2 separate regions of the Mus musculus genome follow, and region 1 is linked to region 2. Evidence: chromatin contacts called from public promoter capture Hi-C data. All regions are on one chromosome and are shown on one strand. The core of a region is the stretch at or near the end of the contact, and the rest is flanking DNA. Distances in the headings are between cores, read along the strand shown.

The links. Promoter capture Hi-C pulls out the DNA fragments that hold promoters and counts their contacts.
Region 1: a promoter capture Hi-C map of cranial neural crest shows a contact between it and region 2. A contact is called at or near these places in 2 of 39 promoter capture datasets (cranial neural crest and second pharyngeal arch cranial neural crest) and 7 of 484 Hi-C or Micro-C datasets (the C2C12 cell line, CD4 T cells, CD8 T cells and 3 more).

What each region holds. Positions count from the first base shown.
Region 1 is chr19:9,104,723-9,111,104 of GRCm38.p6, reverse strand. No RefSeq gene overlaps it. Among named protein-coding and RNA genes, the nearest start is that of Gm41805, 8.1 kb to the right of the region's middle.
Region 2 is chr19:8,589,876-8,596,933 of GRCm38.p6, reverse strand. It overlaps Slc22a8 (solute carrier family 22 (organic anion transporter), member 8), which reads right to left and starts at 3,752. Exons shown (of 11, transcript NM_001164635.1): 1 at 3,642-3,752; 2 at 2,695-3,051. The coding sequence starts at 3,027.

The DNA of each region.
Region 1 (6,382 bases), core at 3,580-6,079, 510 kb before region 2:
CAGCCTCCTAAGTGCTGAGATTGTAGGCCTATAGACATGCACCATCCTGCCTGGTGAGAGGTTTTTAGAACACAAAGAGCCCTCCTCTTGTACTCACATGAATTTGGATTTCCCCAGCCCCACGGCATCCTTATTTTAAGTTCATTCCTCCTTTGGTGATCCTGTCCCCAAATGTAGTCATATTCTGAGTTACTGAGGAAGAGGCTTGAGATCTGCCCTGTGAACCAGAGAAGGTAAGAGTAGACGAAGCAGCAGCCATGGTAGGGCTGAAGAGAGAAGAGACCCTTTGGAGAAAATAACAGTCCCTAGATATTCGGAGGGAAAGGGGATGGGAGCAGAGAAGCAAGTGGAAGGTCTTATCTTGAAGTTGTCCATTTTACCATGCACAAGAGAGGTAGCCCTGGTTAGCAGACCTGTAGGTACTCTGCTCTGACTTCTTGGACTGAGCAGCGTGGTCCTGGGGTACCTGATGGTCCACCCCTTTGTAAAATCCCAGTGTGTGTTTTCTAGTGAAATCCATAAGTATTTCACTAGAAATGGAAGACCACCATTGAGACCACAAATAGTTCTCGTTATTATCTCATGTGTTACTAACTAGCAAATAACTGTCCAAGAAAAAATGACCACCAGTTGTATGAGCACCTCTACACCACAAGAGGGCAGCAAACTACAATATATAGGCAGCTTATAGGCACCCAAGAGGAGTCTGGCCTATACAGCATCTGAAACTGACAGGGTTCCTCATCACAACCCTCCTTTCCACCCAACACTACAATTTATTTTAAAGCAGAGCTGTACAATACCCAGGCCTGCTACTGGTCATCAGGGTTCAAGGGTCAAACTGTCCTGGCCCCTGCCTTTAGTCATATCTTTCAGCTACAAAGACAGGTAAATTGCCATTTGGTCACTACAAGCCAAAATGGTAGGATAATTAGAACCAAAAGACGAGAACCTAGGCAACTGTACAACAAGAGACATGGAAGCCAGCCCTCTCCCAGGTAAGAGAGGGCCTCTACCTTGTAGCTGCTGCTCAGAAAATGGTTTAATTTGTGTTTTCAAATAAGCTCTCTGCACTTGGGAGGCAGAGGCAGGTGAATTTCTGGGTTCAAGGCCAGCCTGGTCTACAGAGTGAGTTCCAGGACAGCCAGGACTGCACAGAGAAACCCTGTCTCGGGAAAACAAAAAACAAAACAAAACAAAACAAAAAATAAATAAATAAATAAATAAATAAACTCTCTGACTTGCTCCTTGTCACAGCGGGGAAAGTGGGGTATGCATCCCTGTCATCAGAGATGGAGGGTGAGGGAGGCTGGATGGGGTTACCCCTCCCAGACCTCCCGTCTGTCAACATTGCACAAAATCCTCACAGTGTTTAGATTCTGTAGCTATTCTGGGGCAACAGGGAGCTACCCCCACAAACCACAGGTGTCCTGCTCCCTGAGAGGAGTGAGGGCCAGCAGAAATCAGAGGCAACCCAGGTCAGGAATGGAGCAGGGAGGATGTTTGGGCCATCAACAGGACTGGGACAGGTGGGTGTGGTTTATGGGTGTCATTTGTGTGACTCCTTCCACAGCTTAAATGCCACATTCAGACATCCAGGGAGAGTTGAGCCATAGTGAGTTCTGTGTCCCAAGGAGTCAGAAATGTGAAAAGAAAACTCAGGCATCCAGACCTTTGGCAGGGGTGGGAGTGTGGAGCTAAAGAGAGTCCCTCGGGGCATGTTAAATGTGTTTATGTCAACTTCCCCATTCACAAGTCCTGTGGCCCCCAGCCAGATGTCATCCAGATCTAGGGGCAGCCCAAAAGCATTCTGGGTCAGAGGTTGGGAAAACCAACATATCCTAATAACTTTATCCTTCAAATTCTGCTTTTCATCAACCCAATATTAAAATGAAATTGGGTTTTCAGAACCAAAGCTCCTGACTTCTGTACAGAGTCTAGAAAGTAACATGATTAGATTGATAAATAAAACAAGTGTGGATGAGAACTTAACATCATCTCAGATTTAACATCTACTATGCTCTTACCGGCACTTTGTAGATTCTATACAGAACTCAGGAACTTGGGTTCTGAGGTTATAATTTGGTGCCAAGAAGAAAAGAGGTTGGAGGCAGGTACAATGACACACAGCTATATTCCCAGCACTTGGTAAAGCAGGAGGCTCTGGAGTTTCAGGGGTGACCTCAGCCATATAAGGAGTTTGAGGCCAGCCTGGGCTATATGAGACCCTGTCAAATAAAAACAATAGTTTGAGTCTTCTCATCCTAGAAGGCTCAATAGTCACCACTTAGTACCTAGGGCAGGTCCCCAATGCTTTTTTTTTATGCAGGGTGATCTGTCTGCCTGCATATCTACATGCCAGAAGAGGGCATCGGCTCCCTTTATAGATGGTCATAGGCCACCACTATCTGGTTGCTGAGAATTGAACTCAGGACCTCTGGAAGGATTTTTAATTATTTTTCTTTTAATATAAGGAGTGCTCTGTCTGCATGTATACCTACATGCCAGAAGGGGACAGGTCCTGGATTCTCAAAGGTCAGCAGTCTTTCATTAAGTATTTTTAAGAGAAAAATGACCTGCAACAAAGTAGCTGCTTGAAAAATGGCTCAGAGGGGAAAAGCTTGATGTTCAAGCAAGAAGTCCTGAGTTCTTATCTCTCCGGCACCTGTGTAAAAAAAATCCATGGGTTGTGTTACAGACATGTAATGCCAAACCTGGGAAGCAGAAACAAAAAAGGTCCCAAGGGCCTCTGGCAACCAGTCTAGCCAAAATGTCAATCTCTGTGTTCAATGAGAGACCCTGCCTCAAAAATCAAGATGGAAAGTAATAGGGAAGGGTCCTCAGCATCGACCTACACACTTATCCTACAGTTCTCCCAAAATGAGACCAGACATGCTAAAGTGTGTGTGTGTGTGTGTGTGTGTGTGTGTGTAACTTTTTAAAACTTGTATGTGTTTGAATGGTTTGCAAGTGTGTATGTATTCACATCACATGTGCCTGCTGCCCACATGAGTCAGAAAAGAATTTTAGTTACACCATTTTGGAGGGGCCCTGGAAACTGAACCCAGATTTTCTGCAAGAGAAGCCTGTGCTCTTAACCACTGAGCCATCTTTCCAGCCCCATGAAACTCTCTTAGTCAATATTCTCTACCTTTCCATGTCAGTAAACTGTCATATAATATTCTGTCCTCATTCAACTATGCCCATCTTTCCTTACAATGGGGCTATCTATTTTCACCACCTTTCTTTTCTAGGGTGACAGACGTGTATAGAATCCTGTGCCCGTGGTGTGATACTTTCTCCACTGGTCAGGTTCCTCAGATGGTTGGGAGAGATTCGTGACTGAAGACCACAGCCCAGGGATACTTGCTGGCTGTGTGCCAAGTAGACTATTGCCAATAGACATGCCAGCTCCTGAGCATTTCTGGACCGTGACCTAAACCTGAGCAACACTGGGCCATGACATGGGCCCTAGGCAGAAGACTGGACAGGGAACTATGGGCTGTGCCAAAGCACAGGCCCCACCCAGAGTTTGGCTAGGGTGAGAAGAGCAGGTGAGACTAGGTTCACCCTGTGCTGCTCACAGGAAAGGGCTTGCCCACCCCCTTCCTGCCCAGGTCACTTCCCCTCCTACAAAGGGTCTGTTTGTTGTTCTTCCTAACTCCTCTTACCTCCAACCTTTCCCAGGGCCCCCCTCTTCCCAACACAATAGCCAGGCCACCCCAGTGTATCAAAGTCAAAGGGCATTTTCAGAAGTGTTTACAAACCAGTGCAGCTGTACACCTCTCACTGCAAACCCAAGAGTATTTACCTTGGGCTAAGGATCTGTGGTTCTGCTGACCTTCCAGTACAGCCTAGCACTCCCTGCCCCATGCAGATCCCCAGGGACTGGAACTTCTGAACCCCCGGCCTTCCAGTCAGAAACCAAGTATTTAATCTTAAAAGCAAGAAAGAAGAGGGCCAAGTTTTCCTTCCTCCGGGCTTGTCCAGGCCCCTCCTCTGCACCCACTGAGTGAGGTGTGGGCCCCACATACCTTTGGGCTGACTTCATCCTGATCCAGCCTGTCTGTCCTGAGCCTCCCCAGTCCTGGCCATTTCATCTTTATCTCTAACATAGATCATGCAGATATCACACCACAGATGCCTCATGACTAAAACGTGTGCTACTTTCCCAAGCCCTTTCCCACCCTGTCCCTGTGGTAGTACAAATTCCAACATATTTGCTGTCTGCTCTCAACATATTTGTTGTTCTACCCAGAAAGGGTCGGGACCTTGGGTGGGGCACTGTCACTTGGGTAAAGCCACCTCTTCCTGCCCCCATCTCTGCCTCCAGGTTCCCAACAGAGTTGGAACTTGAAAATGTGCTGCAGAAACTGGCTGCTTGGCCTGTGGGGGCAGTTCCTCTGCTTTCAAACTTGCAGAGGAATAGACCCATGTCCTGACCAACTTTTCAGTGGACCCCTGGCAAGGGCTTCACTGTGTTTGACAAAAGTGATGTCAGCCCTGGTTCCTATCTATAACCACCATGGCTATTGCTCTACCACCTCCCCACATGGCCAGCCCCAGCCCCAGCCCCAGCCTCCACAGGGACGTCCATGCCAGGGAAGGGGCCAGTGCAAAACAACCCAGCCGCTCTAACACTCAGCAGACATCCTGCGCCTCACCAGGGCAATTCTCAGAACACTGTGCAGTCAGCCTCAGGAGAGCTGCCTAGCTCAGAGGCCTGGCACACACGGGACCAGACCTTCAGACCCTTTAGTGCTGTTAGGGCTCTGAGGCTGCACCACACACAAGCCAGCTTCTGAGTCCACCTCTGTTTCAAGGCTTCCTGGGAGTCACATGGGAGGCAGCTGTGTCCAAGCCTCAGAGAAGCAGCCTGAGGAATGAGGAAACCCCACCTTCTTTCTTGGAATCTGTGCTTCTCAGCCGGTCTGTCACTAGACCTCCCAGGATCCTCACTCTGAAAGACCGAAGACTGGTAGTACCCTCTCCAGTGCTGTAATGGCCAATTACTTACTGCATGGGAAATCCCTAGATACCACGCAGCATGTGTTAGTCATTATTATATATTATCATCCCAAACCACACCAACCAGACCACCCTTTGTTTTCCAATCCCCTTCCATGCTTCAAGGTTATCAGCCTGCATCTTTACCATGGGCCGCTGGCTGTGTAGTGTGGTCCAGAACTCAGAAGGCTGAGGCAGGGAGGCTCAGGCCATCCTCAAGTACAGAGTAAGAATCGCGTCTATATAGACAAACAAATAACTAAATAAGCCACTGCTCTGTGGCCTCAGAAGTTAACATGGACTATTTTGACCCTTCCCTTAAGCTGGCAGGGACTCTGCTGTTCCCTGCATGGGTGTCCACACAAAGGAGAATATCGGATTCATATTCTATGGTTTAGGGAACATTTTCACTTCTGGTTCTACAATATGGAGTAGACAGGGCATTAACCATCACTCTTTAGTTCTAAATGAGCCCTACCAGGCAGAGCACAGTTGAAGTCAGGGATAGAGACCTAGCATCTAACACACAGGATAACTGCACAGTGGAGACTTGCACCCCAGCTCTGCCTGATTCTAATCCCCATTTGTTTAAATTTTTTCCCCTCAGCAACAAGCTTGGTCACAATCACTTAAGTGTATCCTCCTTCAAAAAAGAAGTTCAGATGTCAGAAGAATTAGAGACAGTCACACAATGAAAAGCAGATGTCCTGCCCCTTGTCCCTGGAGCAGCTCCCAGGAAAGGGAGGAAAACTGGCTGATGGGTGGCCCCTGCAGCCACCCCACCCATGAGCTCAGCTCCTGGCACGTAGTTCTTCTTCATGAAGAAGTGGGCCTCCTGGGCCCAGAAGAGACAGACACACGAAGAGCTGGGGCCAGACCACAAGGCTGCTCACTCTGGGGGTCAGAATAAGGAGTGTCCAAGGCCGGCCAGCCATATTTTCACTAACTCTATCCTTAACTACCCTGGAAGGCAGATGCTATGCCTGTTTTTCACATGAGAAGTCTTTCTTTGGTTCTTTTCTGAGGTAGGGCCTCACTGGGTAGCCCTGGCTTACATGGAACTCACTATTATGTAGACCAGGGTGGCCTCCAATTCACAATGGTCTCTCTGCCCCGTCCCTGCCCCTGCCTCGGCTGCTACCTCCCAAGGGCTAGGATTACAGGTACACACCACCACACCCAGCTATGTGGCTTTCCAAACTAACAATCAGGAATACAAGAATATGAACATGGCCTGTCGGACTCCACAGTCGGGCCAACCTACAAATGTGATCTCCACTTTGTGACTTTTACCTCTGGTACTCTGGTCAAACCAGAATGAAGCTGTTTTCAGAGCAGAAGCTACACATTCCTTGCTGTAGCTGAGTGTCCAACT
Region 2 (7,058 bases), core at 2,503-5,002:
GCCCTTTGGCTAGTGATCTGTCTTTCTGTTTCCTCATCTATGCAAACAGGATAATCAAGGTGGAAGTCGGAGGGCTGTGAGGATTTAAATGAATTCATGTGTGCAGCTATTCCAATCTGCTATCTAGGAACTCACACACCATGTTTCTGCTGAGACCTTCTCATTTTTCCTTGTAAGCCTGCCCTTTTCTTTCTTCAGTTCTTCCTTCTCTACTTCCTCCCCACTCCCAGGACAGGATTTTCCTGTATATTCCAGGGTGACCTGGAAGTATGTAGCCTAGGCTGCCTCAGTCTCCCGCCTGCGGCACCATGCCCACCTTTCCTTTAGGCTGTTTATTCCTTGGGTTCTATGTTTCTTGAAGTGATGGAAGGTGCCCTTTATTCTTTTTCATGGCATAGCAAGTCATGCATCCATTGGGAAACTTATGGACATGCCTTCGTTTCCTATCTCTCTTTACCATCCACATCTGGTTAGCCACCAGGTCCCACAGAGTCCAACTCCCTATTCTCTGTTGTCAAAACCCGCCATTCCATCGACCTGCTACCTCCATCCTGGAGCTACTCTACTGCTAGACTAAAACTCTCTACAGGCCAGTCTCTGTCCCACAAAGTGAGGCTCTTCACAAGGTCACCTGAACCTGCCACACTCTTTCTTAAAGATTACTGTATCCATGGCTCCTCGTCCCCTTCTAGAGAGGCCACATTTTTGCCTTAAAAATCACACCAGGCCCTCTTGTTGCCCTCTCCTGCCTCCATGTCTCTATTATTCAGTCTTTATGTGCTGGTGACTATGCGTTTAACATTCTAAGCTTCATATTCGGGGTGCACTGCCCACTCAGACTCACTTCCTACCTCTCTCTTCTCTTTTATATTCAAAGCAAGCAAAGCTGACTCCAATAAGTCCTCTAGGACCTCCTACCCCTGTGCTGGTTAGAAATCTCCTCGCTGGGTTTTGAGAATCTTAAGATTGTGGAACATTCATTTATTCCTTCCACAAAAATTTATTCCCCCTGCTTTGCAAGGTATTATTCCAGGTGCTGGGGACACAGCAGTGAATCCTGTTTCAGGAAGCGTGCAGATCCCTATGGAGTCCCCGTGTCTGCTCTGATGACAACCATCTGGAAAGCTCATGGCTTCTTTGCCTTTAAGGCCTCAGCATTCTGCACCATAACACCAATGTGCCTGATGTTTTGGATACACCATGATTGGCACAGAGGAGAAAAATAATGGCTGTATCAGGGAAGAGGTATGGTCTAGTAGACATGGATGTAACACATGGGCTCCTCAGAAGCACAGCTCTCATACTTAGATCTAAGCCCACTTACTCACAGTGTGACTTTGAGCAAGCTGGTAAGCTCCCTGGGTTTCAGTCTCCCCATCTGAAAGATGGAGTTTGAATACTAATTACTTTATAGCTGTCAAAAGGTTCAAAACTGTTACCATTTGCCAGACATTTAGAATAGTGTCTGCTCTATAATAAATGCTATATAGAGAACAAATATTTGTTAACTACATGGATAATTATATAGACAGTGTAGATGGTCTTGGATTCAAATCCTACCTCTGCCCACAGAAAAAAGTCAGGGTTAGCCTTTATTTCCTCATCTGTGAAATGGAGATAAAGGGACTGAACTCCTGGGATTTCAGGAAGCTGAGACTCATCGGGTGGCAACTGGTAGTGAAGCAGTGTTTGGATCCTGCACTTGTGGGGATAACAGGTTACCTCTTTATGAAGCCTTCCTGAAATCTTTTGGCTAAAGCTTCCCTTGAACTTTGTACTAAGGGGCATTTTGCTTTAAAATCCAGCTCTGAAACTGAGTGGCACTGAACAGTCACCTCTCTTCCTGGGGTCTGAGCACCTAACCCTCAACAGCAAGAAGACAGCCGTACACATCCATACACCGGAGAGCCCTGCAGAGCACTCAGCACTTGTCAGGCAGGCAGCTGACATTCAGCAAACACCACTTCCAGGTTCCTCATCTTCCTCCTGTCACAGTCTCCTGACTGGCCTGTCAGTTCATTGAAGGATTTGATTTAACTCTAGTTCCTGGAAATGATAGGTAGGAGAATCAGCCACTCCATAGGGTGACTGGGGAGTAAGGTCATACAGACACTTATGTGAGTGACTGACACCCTCTGGATCCACCCAGGAGCCTTCCAACCTTTGCAATGTGAAATCCCTCTGCTACCCAGCCTCCCTGCACCACCCCTCCCCCAGCCCCGCAAAGCTTTGCACAGGATGGAATGCTCCTCTTCTAGTCTAGTTAACCCCTTGCCTGCTGTTCTAATCTCAGCTCCAGGGATGCTTCTTTGAAGTGATTTCATCTCAAGCTACTCTTTTCTTGTCCCTATAACCAGTCCAAGGGTGGAAGATTGCAGCCCAAGGTCACTGCACAGCATGAGGTAACAAGTTATTCCACAAGGCTGTATAACACCCTACTAGGAGGAGAGACTGTACAGCTCAGCATCACTGGAGCTCAATACCACGCTATAGATTGTTGAAGGAATGCTTGGGCATGAACGAATCAAACCACTCAGTTCTTGTGCATTAGCACTGGGATCCTTCCTCTTTGCCCAGTTCCCATTCTTTCAATCCCAGGAAATCTAGGCCCCTGTGTTTTTTCTATCCACAAGTGCTGCACGGTATATGGAAGTACCTAAGGTGAGGTGGAAGGAGAGAGGGTGCCAGACATACCTCTGTCACAATGGTGTCTCTGGTGCTGTTGTAGATCCAGCCATCCAAGCATGGCTCGGTGGCCCCCTGGGTGTCATTGGGAAGACTGGCGTTTGGCAGATGCACGAAGCGGAGACACTTCTCAGGCTTCCCGTTTGGGCCCAAGGGGAGTACCCAGGGCTCTAGAGAGGCGTTGGGGGGCGGGCGACAGTGGTGGTCAGGGGTGGTGGCTGTGAAGATCTGTAGCAAGTTGTGGTTGGCTATTCCGAGGATTGGGAGGGCCAGCAAGGTCACATGCAGGTACTGGAAGGGGCCCATGCTTCCAACACGGTCCAGAATCTCGGAGAAGGTCATGGCACCAGGCAAGATGAACCAAAACTGTAGGCAAGGCATCAGGCCAAGAAGAGGTGTGTGTATGTGTGTGTGAATTGTATGTAGGCCTGTGGAGCATCATAGAATCACATGCATGAAGATGTACCTAGTTACATGTGTAAAGATTTGGGGTTCTGGTGTGTGGATGCATAAAGATGTACACAGTTGCAGAGAGGGATATGGGATACCAGTGTGGATGCAGTGCTATGTGCACATCTAAACTGCACTCTTGAAGGTCATGTGAATGCAGGCATGTGGCCCTGTGCTTATAGGTCGTAGATGTGTAGGCACAGGGCCACATAGTAGGGACCAAAGGTCCAGATTTGGATGTTGGTTGCCCAGGCGGGGTGTGGGTGAGGGTGAGAGAGAGGATAATACACATTTCCGATTGCTTCATGTGGGCTAAGAAGGATCTGCTCAAGCTCCAAGCCTCCTTGCTGTTCCCTGGGGTGAGTCCCCTGTGCTGGAGTATCAGAAGAATCCAAGTAGGTCCCTGAAGGCTTTAGGGGTTTGACCAATTACAGCGTTACAGTGAGGAAGCCTGGCTTTGGGGTGTTCTTGGGTGCTAGACTTGGGGGTCTTCAATCCCGTCTCACCTGGTGGTTGGAGCTGGATTCAGTTGGGCTGGAGCTGGATGCAGCAGTTGCCCGTGCTCTGTCCTAGGGTCCAGCAGCTGCTGTAGTAGGACAGCTCAGCTCTAACAAGCTGTTTGTGTCTCCCCTGGGGTGCCTTATATAAGGCATAAGCTGTTTCCTGGGCTAATGTTTGACTTTCTTTGGAAGATTAACATCCGGCAGGGGGAATGCTGTGCACCCACCAAGCCCAGCTCTCCTGAAAGGGCTGCCTCAGCCAAGGCTGTTGATAGGGTGGAGAGGGGGCTGGGGAGTGGAGTGTGGCTGAGCCTAGAGGCTGCTTGCTGGACAAAGGGCTTAGTGGCTCAGGGCATGTTTCCTAAGCGAGAATCTGGAAAAGGACTCAGGTCTGCGTGTCCAGAGTGCCTCTGAGCTGATGTTCAGAGGACCTGGAGTGGAGAACAACCAGCAAGAGAGGTGCTCCTGCACATGGGAGGCAGCATTCCTGCAATGGATCATCTTTCATACCCGGCTCCTGAGTAGATTCATGGAGAATGTTAGAACACACTCAGACAGAAAGGCCCAAGCACTGGTCCTTATGGTCTCAGAGGTACCGTGCCTTGGGCTCCTGGAAACACCAGGGCCATCCCTGTCTGAGTCTCAAACACAAGTGACCATCTCCCATCTACCTGTGGACTTATGCCACCGGCTGCTCTTTGGCTTCTCTCTGCAGTCCCAATGGCTTTGCTTATTTCTATGAGTACGGTTTAATTACCTAATAATGTGCATTTCTTGTATAAAACAGAAATTCTAACAAGCCAACACAAACTGAATTAAGTACATTCAGTTTCACCCAAGAGCCAGCTTGGGCAGGGAGTCTTGTGGTTTGTGGTTACTTTTCTCCTACAGACATGTCTAAGACAGGGTCTACCAGTCAGCTGGAAACTTGGTTGACACACTTATGGCAGGCCCTACTGATAGGACTGTCAGTTAGGAAACGGAGAAGTTAAGTAACTAGCTTAGGGTCCCCAGCAGGAAGTAGGTCAGGGGTGTGGCTTCAAGTCCATTTCTGCCCTTAAGCATCTAAACACACATACACAGACACACACAGACACACACACAGACACACACACACAGACACACACACACAGACACACACACACACAGACACACACACACACAGACACACACACACACAGACACACACACAGACACACACACACACACACACACACAGACACACACACACAGACACACACACACACAGACACACACACTCTCCCTCTCCCCTTCCTCCGCCTCTTCCTTCCTCCCTTCCTCTCCCCTCCCTCTCTTCTGCTTCTTCCCTCTCCTCTCCTCTTTGAGTGTTTGAGTCAGGATCTCGCTATATAGTTCAGCCTGGCCTTTAAGCCTCACAGCAGTCCTCAAGCTTTAGACTCCTCTCAGTTGCTAGGATCACCAGCATTCACTTGTGCTTCTGGTGTGAACCAGAGTTTTCTATGAAGTCTGCTTCTTTCTTAGCAAAGTTGCTTAACCTGCACTGCCTTTTAAGTCACAACTGGCTTGCTTTTAGCTGACTATTACCATTTCTGGGACCCCCCCCCCCGGAGATGCCCCATTCCACCTGCAATGCAGGGGAGGTGGGGTGGGGTGGGGTGGGCAGGATCAGAGATGGCCCACTTGGGGTTCTCTGTTTTGTCTGGTTGAGGTTTCCTGTCTCCTGGGCCCTTTTCTTAAAGGTGGCATCCAGCCTCCAAGTTAGGCCTGGGATCCTCCTGCTGAAGTGCCTGCCAGCTCTTCCCTCTACCACAAAGCAAGGTCAGATGACAAACCCTGTTCCAGCCCCTCCTCTTCGCTTACCACCTGGACTCAGCAATTATTGATGTTCTCCGAGTGACCTGAGGCAGGGTGAAATCTGGAGTCATCAAAGGAAGATTAAATTATACTCCAAGGCCGCCAAAGGGTTGTTTTAGGAAGGTTTTGACTGGGAGGCTTGCAGCAAGCTGGGCTGCTGCAGCTAACCCCCTGTTCTGGGTGTTCACCCTCACAGAGATGTTCTTTTCTAGTTCCTAATTGGCCTGGGCTGTCCGTCTGTTCCTGTCCCAGTGGGATGTTGTTTAAAGGCGCCTGGTGATTTCCCTGAGGCTTCTGGGGTTGAGCCAGAGTATACATAGCCCAACAGCTCAGTGAGGGGCCGCTGTATCCGGGCAGCGCCCCCGGCCCCCAGCGGATGTGCATGGGTTCCTGATCCCTGGATCAAGGCTATTGAAGGTTGTCGCATGATGGACTTGTATGACCTTCAGTAAAATCACCTTTCCCTGGGCCTCTTCTCTTCATTAGTTAAAGTGGCTTTGAAAAAAAAAAAAAAAAAAAAAAGCAAAGCACCAGAAACCTCTTATTTAATAGTATATTGAGTACACAACATCTCTACATCAAGTATATAATAGAGTTGGTGCTCCAGCTAAAGCGGGAGAGAGAGATGGTAGCCAAAAGGAGCTCCTCCATCACCTTTTTTACTCACGCTTGTTCTTGTTGTCTTCTGTCCCGGGATGCCTCTGCTGTGATCCTAAATTTAATGTGTTCAAATTGACTTTTTTTTTTTTAAAGAAATTATGTACTTAAGAAATCTTACACATTCAATGTATTTTTAATTTGGGACATGGAAATAGGTTTTCTTCCTTTCTTTTTCTTCTTTTTTTCTCATTTCTGTCTAAATTCGTTCAGTCTCCTTTAAGCTGAAGCTGAGCTCAGGTTCCTCTGTTGCCTGTCAGGTCTCATCAGGGGTGTGTGACTTGTCTGTCGTCCTCATCTCATCTGGGGGGGTGGGGGGGGGATTGAGGATCAACACAAAGGAACACTGGCTGGATCTCCAGCCTCATTGTCACCTTTCTAAATCTAAATTCCCTGAGGCAGGGGAACTCCCGAAAAGGGAATCTGAACAAGGAGAAGTAGGGATCCCACCAGCTGTCTGTGGTCAGATGTGTGACCATACAGGGGATGCAAATGCTAAGTCTCTGCCGTAAACCTCTGAGTGGGTACAGATCAGGTAGGCCGCAGCTATGGGCAGCCAGCCTGGCAAAATAACCATGAGAGTGAGAGACTCAGATGCTGAACTAAGTAAACTTGGATTCACTTAGTTCTCTCTCCAGCCATGTTCTCATGAGCTTGTATGTATATCTGAGTTCCCATGCTATGGCTGTCCTTACCTCCCATGTGCTTCTCTGAGTGGACAGCATTTCAGAAATCATTACAGCACAGGGAGGTCAATGTCTAAGATGACCAGACTGCAGGACTAGATCGAAATGGGCTGTCTAGAGGAGGTGGCAGCATCACCAGGCTTTGATGACTGGATAGAGTGAGTTCAGTAGGTAGAGTTGGCTGGGGAGAGTAGTTGAGCATAGGGTGGTTGTGGGTAACAAGAGGAGAAACGAACGAATTCGT